Regions from separate parts of the Mus musculus genome. Here region 2 is linked to region 1. The links are chromatin contacts, called in public HiChIP or PLAC-seq maps. All regions are on one chromosome and are shown on one strand. Each heading gives the region's core, a stretch centred on a gene start, on an enhancer-like site or on the middle of the called end of the contact. The rest is flanking DNA. Distances are from core to core; before and after follow the strand shown. Region 1 holds the start of Dynll1 (dynein light chain LC8-type 1). Region 2 has its middle 25 kb from the start of A930005G22Rik.

What was found. HiChIP or PLAC-seq counts read pairs in DNA pulled down with a chosen protein or histone mark.
Region 2: an H3K27ac HiChIP or PLAC-seq map of embryonic stem cells shows a contact between it and region 1, with 10 read pairs. The contact joins the enhancer-like site here to the promoter of Dynll1 in region 1. A contact is called at or near these places in 2 of 39 promoter capture datasets (cranial neural crest and frontonasal cranial neural crest), 1 of 484 Hi-C or Micro-C datasets (embryonic stem cells), 3 of 115 datasets of contacts at active chromatin or transcription factors (embryonic stem cells and stem cell-derived anterior neural progenitor cells) and 1 of 9 other capture datasets (adipose tissue).

What each region holds. Positions count from the first base shown.
Region 1 is chr5:115,298,956-115,304,418 of GRCm38.p6, forward strand. It overlaps Dynll1 (dynein light chain LC8-type 1), which reads right to left and starts at 2,035. Exons shown (of 3, transcript NM_019682.4): 1 at 1,877-2,035; 2 at 1,558-1,695. The coding sequence starts at 1,689. Gm13830 (predicted gene 13830) reads left to right here and starts at 2,165. Exons shown (of 2, transcript NR_131932.1): 1 at 2,165-2,278.
Region 2 is chr5:115,401,319-115,406,781 of GRCm38.p6, forward strand. It overlaps a transcript of Msi1 not described here. Among named protein-coding and RNA genes, the nearest start is that of A930005G22Rik, 25 kb to the right of the region's middle. Within about 2 kb of position 3,348, at least 105 of the 459 cell types and tissues checked have an H3K27ac peak or open chromatin away from gene starts, as enhancers often do. A contact at or near this core is called in embryonic stem cells and stem cell-derived anterior neural progenitor cells, where this site is marked.

The sequences.
Region 1 (5,463 bases), core at 785-3,284:
ATGGGCATGCAGGCAAGCGCTCACCACAGCCCCAGCAAATTCTTAAGAGAATGTTCCCTGGCTTTAAATCATCTACCTAATGCAACGTGCTTGCAGTCTGAGGTAAACTGAGAATGGGAGCTAAGAAGATCAAAGGTAGAAGGTCATTTTCAAGGACAGTTCTGTTTCAATGAGGGCACTTCTGGACTACTTTGATTTTTTTGTTTTGTTTTGTTTTCTAAAGACAGGGTCTCTCTGTAGTCCTGACCGCACTAGAACTGGTTTGGTCTCAAAAATCAAAGAGATCTGCCTGCCTCTGCCTTCCTAGTGCTGGGGGGTTAAAAGACCCATCATCTGCACCTCACCTCTGACTCCAGCAATTCGATGGAGGTAGATGACATCAGCATTTGCAGTTCATCAGGCTCCACCACTGTATTTGCCATGCACCCCAAATCAGGAAGACAACCACCACCCCCCCCCCCAAAGACCAAAGGACAAAGTCTCAATTACCACATAAATCAAGCCAGGCTGAAAAATGCAACAGAACCTGACAGTTAAATGCCAGGACTTTATCTTTTAAAATCGCTCTCCTCCACATCTACCCAGTCTTAAAAATTAGCAAGTTAGAGAGCATCTGCTACCTGATTCTCCCATCCCATGGACATTAAAACTAGCAATGTGTTCATTTCTTCACTAGTTGGATAGAACCAGGGCCAGAGATGATGTAAAATTCTTTAGGGCTCCTACTATCTTATCGGGCAATCGGTATGAAAACCTCATTTATTAAGCAGAATGTCTCTCTTACAATCCAGACGCACATACTGCTGCATTTGTCAAAAAAAGATATTCAAGCCGGGCGTGGTCTCGCACGCCTTTAGTCCCAGCACTTGGGAGGCAGAGGCAGGCGGATTTCTGAGTTCGAGGCCAGCCTGGTCTACAAAGTGAGTTCCAGGACAGCCAGGGCTACACAGAGAAACCAAAAAAAAAAAAAAAGTATTCATTTTTGTTCCATGTGAGTCTTTCATCCTCCCGTTCTCCACTGGAACCCTCCCACGGCTTCGGCTTCCAGTTTCCTTCCAGCAAACATAGCTTGAGAAGTTGGCAGTCTTGCGCCAGCTTTCTACAAAACTGCCATTTACCAAGCCTCCACCCAAGCCCCCCAAACCACCACTGCCACCCACTTTCCCTGAACTGTCGACTAACTCCCGACTAGAAGGCTGGCAAGATCTCCTCCTAGCCCGGCTGGAAACACCCACGCAGGCAGGCGCAACCCCCCCCCCTCCCGGAACACCCAGATGGATCCTCGGCGCAGGAATTCTACAGCAGGGGGAACTGCTCGCAACTCCCTGATCTTGGAAACCGTTGCTAGGTGGCGCTTTCCCCCAAGGAGCTGGGGGTTTAAAAAAAAAAAAAAAACTTCTGGCGTTGAGGGTCTGGTCTTCCCCAGAGGAACGCGAAACCCTTGCGTCCTTTCTAGAACTATCCATCCCGAGCCGCCCTGAGTGCTACAGGGAAACTGCCAGGCGCCCAGAGGACGCAGAATCGGGGAGTAGGAACTACGCGGCGCCGGGTCCTCACCTTCTTGATATGGGCCGCAATATCCTTCTCGATGTTGTACTTCTCCAACGCCTGGGTAGCGCACTCCACCGAGTCCTGTTGCATCTCTTCCGACATGTCTGCATTTTTGATCACCGCCTTCCGGTCGCACATGGTTACCTGTGTGGTGACGAAGCGCAGGGAAGAGGGAGAGGGGTCGGGTGCGGGCCGCGCTCGCTGCCCTCCCGACCGGCGCCCCCCTTGAGGACGACGCCCCCACCCGCTTCCGAGGGGCAGCTCCCGAGGTCCGCACCGCAGGCCCGAGGTAGGGGGGACGGGGAGGACCCGAGCCCGGTCTCACCGTGGAGCAGAGGCCAGCCGGCTGCTGCGAGCTCCTAGGGAAGGTGCGGGCGCCGCTCAAGCAGCAGAAGACAGCCGGTCGCTACCGAAGCCGTGGCGCATCTAAGCTGCCCCACGCCAGCCGCCGCCGCCTAATCCCTAGGCCCCGCCCTGCGCCCGCGGCCCCGCCCCCGGCCCGCGTCGCTATTGGCCATCCGCTACCGCCAGCCTCTCCCGATTGGCTAGCGGATTCAATGGTTCCCTCAGGATCTTTCCCCCGCGTTTTGTTGCAGACCACAATGCACCGCGCACAGCGTCGGTTGCCCGGGCGATGCGCGGCACGCGTGCGGAGGCCCACACACCCTGAAGGCGGAGCCCCGGGTCGAGTGGCTGGCTCCCGGACCACCCAGCAGTCTGGAAGGAGGTGAGGGCGGGCATTTTCCTCTCGGGGGCCCCACTGAGGTTAGCGCAGGGTGTGTTCTGGAATCGCAGGTTCTAGAAGGCTGGGAGCTGCCGCCCCAGGTGCCGCCCATTTCCACCATCTCCCCCCACCCACCCGGGGTCCGCACGATTTATGGCCTTTGACAGGTGGCCTCGAGCTTAGCAAGGGTGAGCCATCGATGCAGTTGCACTCAGGGTCTCGTAGGGCTTGGTTCGAAGCTCTGCTGTCACATTCCTGAAGTTTGTAAGTAAGTGCGTGTGTCTGAGGAGGCCCTGGGCTTGAGAGGCAAGTTCTACGTTCTGCCACTGAACCCTGTTTTCTTTCTTTTTCGTTTTTTCTGCCCGTGTCCTCCCCACCCTACCTTAGCATCGTCTCCCTAAGTAGCCCCAGGATGATCTAAAGTTCGCATTTCTTCTTGGCGCCTCCCCCATGCGCCATCACACCGGGTTAAATTCCGAATTTTATAACATGACACTACATGCTTATTTCGTACTGTAGCCCCTGTGTAGCTGGTACTGCCCTAGGAGACCGTATACATACTGATAGCCTAATGATTGAAGGAGAAATTCGGGAAAGGGATCGCGTATCCAGGAGGTAGAGCCTGTCTGCCAGGCAGTGGGGACCTCAAGATCTGGAATGTGGGTGGATGCCCAGTGTGTACAGGTGAGGCTGCTTCCTCGGATAGAATGTCCATTTGGGCAAAGTTTCTTGGCTGAGGATTTATTTATACAAAGGAAGACGTATCTTAAGAAAGTGATCCTAAGATGTGTCTCCTCTGGCATTTATGACTAATCGTACCCACATAATAAATAAATAAATAAAAATAACAAAATACTGGGCTACCCCTCAGTCAGTAGAGCATTTGCTTGGTATGAGTGAGGCCAGAGGCTGCATATTTGATCCCCAGGAGGCTCCAGGAGGGAGTCAGAACACTGGAAGACAGGAACAGAAGGATCAGAAATTCAAGTCCAGCTTTGGATAGATGGCGCCAAGGCTAGCCTGGGCTACATGAGATCCTGTGTAAACTGCCCTCCCCCCCAAAAAAATAAATGAAATAAAACGAGTCAGCAGCAGTGAGTGGGTGCTTGACCTCTGCTCAGCACCGTACCACTCACAACAGCTGTGTCTGAGAGGATCTTCTTTTTCTTGCTCTCTTTAAAAAAAAAAAAAAAAAAAAAAAAAGCTGGGCGTGGTGGCACACGCCTTTAATCCCAGCACTTGGGAGGCAGAGGCAGACGGATTTCTGAGTTCGAGGCCAGCCTGGTCTACAAAGTGAGTTCCAGGACAGCCAGGGCTACACAGAGAAGCCCTGTCTTGAAAAACCAAAAAAAAAAAAAAAAAAAAAAAAAAAGTTTGTGGGTGTTTGGTTGTATGTCCCTGTGCCACATCTATGCCTGGTACTCAGGGAGGACAGGAAAGGGCATTGGGTGGTCTGGCTCTGGGATTTCAGAGAGTTGTAAACTGCCATATGGGTGATGGGAATTGAACCTGGATCCTCAGAAGAACATCTGTAACTGCTGAGCTCTCTTTCCAGCCCCAAGGGGACCCTCTGTTTTTACATTCTCGGCGAAGCTGTGCAGCTGGGGGTTACCTTGAATCCCTGATCTCCTTGCTCCCACATTTCAAGGACTGGAATTTAAGGCACAGGCCACCAAACCTAGTTTTTAAGGGGTTCAAGAACTGAGCCAGGGCCTTGTGAGTCTAGGCAAACGTTCTACCAGCAGAGCCATTTCCCCAACCCTGTCTAATCAGGTATCAGCTGTAGTGGCTCCTTCCCCTGAATTCCTTTTTGCCTCTCACCACCATGCTGTTATGTCCTAGAATACTTAGATCCCCTCCATGAAGTTTGCCTTGTGCTTTCCCCAGAGGGATTAGCTCCTGTGTTGTCCTTCCTGGTGAGTGTCCGTGGGCCCTGCCTCTCCTGTTCCCTATTCCAACTTCAGCATCCACTTCACTGTCTAGGGCTAGGGATGTAGCTCAGGGGTGGGGCCCTAGGTTTCTCCCTATGCCAAGAAAAAGAATGTACTCGGGAAATATGACTGAAAATGTAAAATGTCTAGGTCTTATGACATCCCAGCCCATCTTAGAAGATCAGGAGATTTAAAGGGGCCAGTAAGATGGTTCCAGAGTAAAAGCACTTGCGGTGCACGCTGGAGAACCTGAATGTGATCTACAGGAAGTCCATACAGGCAGAAGGAGAAAACCAACCTCACAGAGTTGTCCTCTGGCTTCCACACGTGAGACATAGCCCACACTGAAAATAAATAATAATAATGTTAGAAAACGGAAGAGGGGAAGGTAAGAAATATGCTGCCGTTTGGATGTATGTTTTGAGACAAAGGTCTAACTGTGGAGCTGCGTATGTAGAGCAGGCTGGCCCTGGACTTACAGACATCCTCCTGCCTGTGCATCCCAAGTGCTGAGGTTGAAGATGATGTACCATCACAGCCCACTTTTCTTTTTCCTTAAAGAAGGCCCTCCCTGCCGGGCAGTGGTGACGCATGCCTTTAATCCCAGCACTTGGGAGGCAGAGACAGGTGGATTTCTGAGTTCCGAGGCCAGCCTGGTCTACAGTGTGAGTTCCAGGACAGCCAGGGCCACACAGAGAAACCCTGTCTCAAAAAAAAAAAAATAAAGATTAAAAATTTAAAAAAAGAAAAGCGCTGAGGCAGTGATGTCCTTTAGTAGGCAGACTGCTGGTCTCACTTCCTTTAGGAAGCTAGGATGGACTGAACTCCCCGATTCTACCTTCCAGGTGTTAAAGAGTACAGGCTGATGCCACCATGTTGGTTCTGGTACATTTTGATTGGGCATTAAGAGGGGCTCCATTTACTGTGGACAGTATGGGGGAAAGGAGAGAGTTGGGGCTCAAATGTCTTCTGGGTTAATTAGAGCATTGTGTCAGACAGACAGATCAAACATAGGTCATTCCTAGATCCTCTGGAACTGCGGCTGGTGCCACAGTAAAGCCCCCGTGAGCCCACCAGGCAGCAGGCAGAGTCCCGCAGATTCCCTAAAGCACCTTCATGCCGTTTTCATCTCTTTGCTATCTCTATTGTCATTGATTCTTTTTACAAGTATGTGTGTCTATTTGTGCACCACATGTGTGTGCATGCCCAAAGAATCCAGAAAAGGGACTCAGACTGAACTTAGAGGCAACTGTGAGC
Region 2 (5,463 bases), core at 2,098-4,597, 100 kb after region 1:
AGGTGGCTAGAAGGTAAGATGGGATAATGCCTAGGGGAAATGCACAGCAGGGCATGGGGTTACCATAATCCCAGCTCGCAGGAGGCCCAGAAGCTGAAGAAGTCCATCCTAGACTACATGAGGCAGTGATGATTTCTGAGCTAGCCTGGGCTACGTAAGATCCTGTCTCAAATCAACAGCAATTAAAAAAAAAAAAAGGAATAAGGCTAGCCCACATGGGAGTCACTATCAAGTTTTTTTTTTTTTAAGTTTTCATTATCATGCTTTTCTATATTATTTTACATTTGTTCGTTTACTTATGGGGGGGGGGCTTCCACACCCATGTGTGTGCTGTGGTGTGCATGTGAAAGTCGAGAGGAAAAATTCCAGAGTTGGTTCTTTCCTCTCACCACCAGGATCTGGGGGCTGAAACTCAGGTTGTCACACTTGGTGGCTGGAGCCCTTGCTTGCTGAGTCATCTCGAGGGCCCTCATATCAAGTTCTTCATCCCAAACCAGTGAGCTGGGCCTCATTAGATGCCTGCTTTCTCCCATCAAGCCTTTGAAGTAGTAGATACTAGTCTCACACTCCCATTTCACAGATTGGCAAACAGAGGCAGAAGGAGGCCAAGTCACTTGCTAAGAAGGCATGATAAAGGGCAAAGGTACCTCCCAGTGTGGTCCCCTAAACCAGAGGGATGTGGCTCTTACTTCCAGAATAGAGCAGGTTATAAGGCCTCAAAGATGAGTGGCTATTTGGAAGGTTGGTATAGCTTAGATAGACATTTTGGGGTGGGTAGCCAGACTCTAGGACAACAGGTAGGTGGGAAGACTGGCTGGAGGAAGCCTATAGAAGCCAGCCCCCCCACCCCCACCTGCCCCCAGTGGCAGCTGCTCAGAATCGCTACCTGAAGGGCACAGAGCACAGGGCACAGAAACTGATGATCTCAGCGGATTAGCGGAACAATCCCAACCCGATCCCGCGTCCCAAAGCTGGGTCTGCACAACCAGCTTGCTTTAGCTACTTAGGGAGGGAACATGGGGGCACAACCTTCTTAGAGGGCCTCTGTGCCCAAGGCCCAGTCTGGAGCTCCGGGCTGAAAATGACCTGTTGACAGTCCCTTCAGCACGGGGCACTCCAGAGTCTCCCCTTCAGCCCAGCACTGTGGTGTACCCCGGATTCTCCCCCCAGGCTGAAGACATGCTCCCACTGTGGGCATTCTCCTGCCTCAGCTTCCTAGGCAGTTAGGACAACACAGGGGAGACTCTAAAATAATCTTTCTTTCTTTCTTTCTTTCTTTCTTTCTTTCTTTCTTTCTTTCTTTCTTTCTTTCTTTCTCTCTCTCTCTCTCTCTCTCTCTCTCTCTTTCTTTCTTTCTTTCTTTCTTTTGGACACAGTGTCACAGTGTCTGTAGCTGCAAGCTGGCCTCTAATTCTCAATAATACCGAGGATGGCTTTTAAATTTCAGATCCTCCCAAATGCTTGGAACGCAAGAATGTGTCCCCAGGACCCCTGGATTTGTGAGGCGCTGGAGATTAAACTCCGGGCTTGTACACACTAAGCAGCAATCTATATCCTCAGCCCCAAATATAATTTTTCAAAAATATTTTTCTACTTTTAAATTTCAATTCATGTATATACAAGTGGAAAGAAAAAAAACCAACAACAAAAAACTCGAGAGAGGGTCTCCCTATACAGCCCTGGCTGTCCTGGAACTCTGTAGACCAGGCTGGCCTTGAACTCATGGAGATCGTCCTGCCTCTGTCTCTGAGTGCTGGGATTAAAGGTGTACACCTTGAAACTTGGTCTGTTATAAACTTTAAGGTAATGAAACCACAGAGCCAGTGGGGTAGAGCTCAGCTCTCTAAGTACAATGTAACAAGGCCTGGGGCGGGATGCGGGTGCAGGGAACTGGGGTAGCCCCTTCAGTTTTGCCTCTCAGGGTTCCAAGTTTCAGAAACCAGAGAGGGCACCAGAGTCAAAGAAGCAGAACACACGCCTTGGGGTGAGAGAGCGGGCTGCAAATTCCGGGTCTGTTCTTTCTTCTTGAGACTATTTTTTTCATCTGTAAATAGGATCCATCAAGTCATGCTGGCTGGAGTGGGATTGGGTGTAGAGCTAACATGTTAACATGTTAGAGCTAATATGTTAGAGTACTTGCCTAGCACACTCAAGACCCTAGTCTGGGACTCCAGCACCATAGGTAAACAAAAACCTGATTCAGAAATTACCTATCAACCCGGAGAAGGGTGTTCTATACCTGTAATCCCCACACTCAAGAGGCTGAAGCGGGAGGATCAGGAGTTCAAGGCCAGATTAGGCTAGTTAGTGGCAGGGGTGGAGGAAGGAGGAGAGGAAATGAAGTCAGAGGCTTGCCCAAGACTCCCACCTACAAAGTTTCACCTGACTCTAAAACAATGGCTTTTCCACGGAGAAGGGACTAGCGCAGTGGTGGCCACCACCCTTGCCCCACTTAGCCGGGGCGGGGCAGGCGGGCAGGCTCCAGTATGGTGTCTTGGTGTGTCACCCCCGCCGTGAGAAGCATTGCGGTGACCTCCGGGGAGAGAGCTAGGCACAAGATGGATGAGACATACATAGCAGCAGGTTTCTCTCTTTCCTCTGAGGGGGTGGCGGCTGGGATTACCGGATCAGTGTAATCCTGTGGGTGGGTGGGAAGCAGGTCAGGTGGCGGGAAAGGGCAAAGGCAGAGAGGCCCAGAGGCAAGAGCCAGCTTGGGGCATGGAGGAACTGCAGGGCAGGCAGCAGCCAGTGGGGCTGAGAAATAGGGCGAGCCTTGGCCAGGCAGGACGGGTGGACGCACTAAGAACTTTCTAACCAGGTTTTTTTTTTTTTTTTTTTTTTTTTTTTTAAACTTGTCTCCTTTCTCGTCTCCCTTTCAATGCTTTCTGTTTCTCAGGCAGGGGGCCAGGGCTGTCTTCCTTCTTCCCCACTTCTTCTCAACCCACCCCCACCCCTCTTCATCCTCTTCTGAACAGCTGCCCCGCCCCCACAGGTCCAGTTCACACCCACCCCTTCCCCTCCCCTCCCCTCCCCTGACAATGAGGACTGAACCCTGAGACCGACTAACCAGGGCATTGTCCCTTTAAGGAATCCCGAAATCCGGACACCCGTCTCCTCCCCCACCTGAGAACCAATTTGGGTTCCCGAATTCAACCAGAGGCTTTTGTGTGTCACGTGTTTGGGGAACAAAGCCCTGTGCGGCAGGAATAAAAAGCTCCCATTCAGGAGCCCGTTTGTTCTCCTGCTAAACGTTTCCACTCCAGCCTCGCCTCTCTCCCGGGTTCCCAGGGCCGCCTAGCTCGGGCCTCACCTTCCCCGCCACAGCTTTAATGCCCTACCCAAAGCAGGTGGCCACAGACCCAGGGCCCTGCCCACCTTTTCTTCCCGAGAGATCAGATGACACCAGCTGGCCCAGAGCTGTACCCTGCATGCTCTGTGCCTCTCCTCAAGGCATCTGAGAAGACTCGAGGCTCACGGAGTTTAGGTAGCTGCCTGAAGTCCTGCATCTGGGAGTCTGGACACTTAGCTGGGTCCTGCAAGACAGGGTGACTAACTCAAAGCAGGCAGCCTGTGGGGTCAGTCACCTGCTTCGAGGCAGACAAGTTGGAACCTCATCTCTGAGGGAAATCGTGGGTCGGTCAGAAGCACTGTGGAAGAGCCAGGGAGAACAGGAAGAACCAATACTTGACTCATCTTTAACCCCCAGCACTCAGGAGATAGAAACAGGTGGATCTCTTGTGAGTTCAAGGCTAGCCTGTTCCACACAGCAAGTTCCAGGCCAGCTGTGGCTACATAGTGAGATCCCTGTCTCCAAAATAAAAAGGGATGGGGGGAAAATATATTGATCTGAGATGCTAATTGATACGTTGCCAGAAAGGTCAATAAGTTATAGTGTCATCCCATCTGTGTAAGGCAAGGAAGGGGCTGCAGAGATGCCTCTTAAGGAAGACTTGGGTTCTATTCTGGCACGTGCATCAGACAGTTCACAACTGCCTGGACCGCCAAAGGAGCCAATGCCCCTGGCATCTGTGGGCACCTGAAATCACATTGTACGTGTTTTATTTGGTGTAATGTCTCCCCCCCACCACCACGTCTGCCGCCTCAGCCTCTGTTGCTAGGGTTGCATGTATACTTGGCAAACAGGACTTCCTCCTCTCTTCCTGGGACTGGGCATTGAACGAGGGTCTTAACACCCTTAGGCAAGCATCCTACTGTGGGGCTGTACGCCCAGCCCCCAGTCAGCCACCTCAAAGTGTGCATCAGAGGCTCTTCCCAGTGCCGTGAAGCCCCGATTCCTTCCAGGCCTGCCTCTCTTCACCTGGGGGACAGCTATGCCTCATTAAACCATCTCTCCTCTCCTCTCCACCAGTCTCCGCAGCTCCTCACCTGCCTTCTGTTTCTCAGGATTCGGCCCAGTTTTTGGTATTTCAAGTAGAGGGAGATACGTGTGGTTTCCTGTCTAGGGAACCAGAACTGTGTTTACTTAGCATGGTTTTTTTGTTTATGTGTGCATACATGTGTGTGCAGATGTGCATTATCAAACGTGTAGGTTAGGAGGTCCCTGTGGAGTGTCTTTCTCAGTCACCATTTTGTTTTTATTTTGGGGTTTTTTGGTTTGTTTGTTTTTATTTGGTGTTTTTTTGTTTGTTTTTGTTTGGGCTTTTCTTTTCTTTTCTTTCTTTCTTTTCTTTTTTTCTTTCTTTCTTTTTTTTTTTTTTTTTGGTTTTTCGAGACAGGGTTTCTTGTGTAGCCCTGGCTGTCCTGGAACTCACTCTGTAGACCAGGCTGGCCTCAAACTCAAAGATCCACCTGCTTCTGCCTTCCAAGTGCTGGGATTAAAGGAGCGCGCCACCACTGCCCGGCTTGTTTGGGCTTTTTGGTGTATGTGTGTAGTGCGTGAATGTATGTGTATGTGTGTGCACACATTGTGTTTGGGTGCATATGCACGTTTGTGTGTCTGTGTGTGTGTGTGTTCATGTCTGCATTAGTGTATGCCCACACCCAAGTGCGGGTATTTGTGTGTGTGTATGTATGCATGTGCTTGTGTGTGTGTGTGTGCTTGCATTTGTGTGTTTGTGTACTCGTGCCTGCATGTGTATGTGTGTGTACATATGCGTGTGTGTGTGTGTGTGTGTGTGTGTGTGTGTGTGTGTGTGTATGTACTAACGCTAACATCAGACGCCTCCCTCAATTGCTCTTGAGCATTATTTACTGAGTCTGGGACTGCGCATGAACCAGGAACTGCCCAGTTCTGGCTAGCCTAGCGAGAAGGCTTGCCCTGGCTTGCCAGGTTTTATGTGGGCTCTGAGGTCCTTACCTCCTGTCTTCACACTTGCATGGCAAGAGTTTTAAGCACTGAGCTGTCTGTCCAGGCCTCATTGAGAAGGGTCTCTCCCTGAACAAGTAGCTTGCTGACTCAACCAGACATGCTGGTCAGGAAGTCCCAGGCATCCCCCTGTCTCT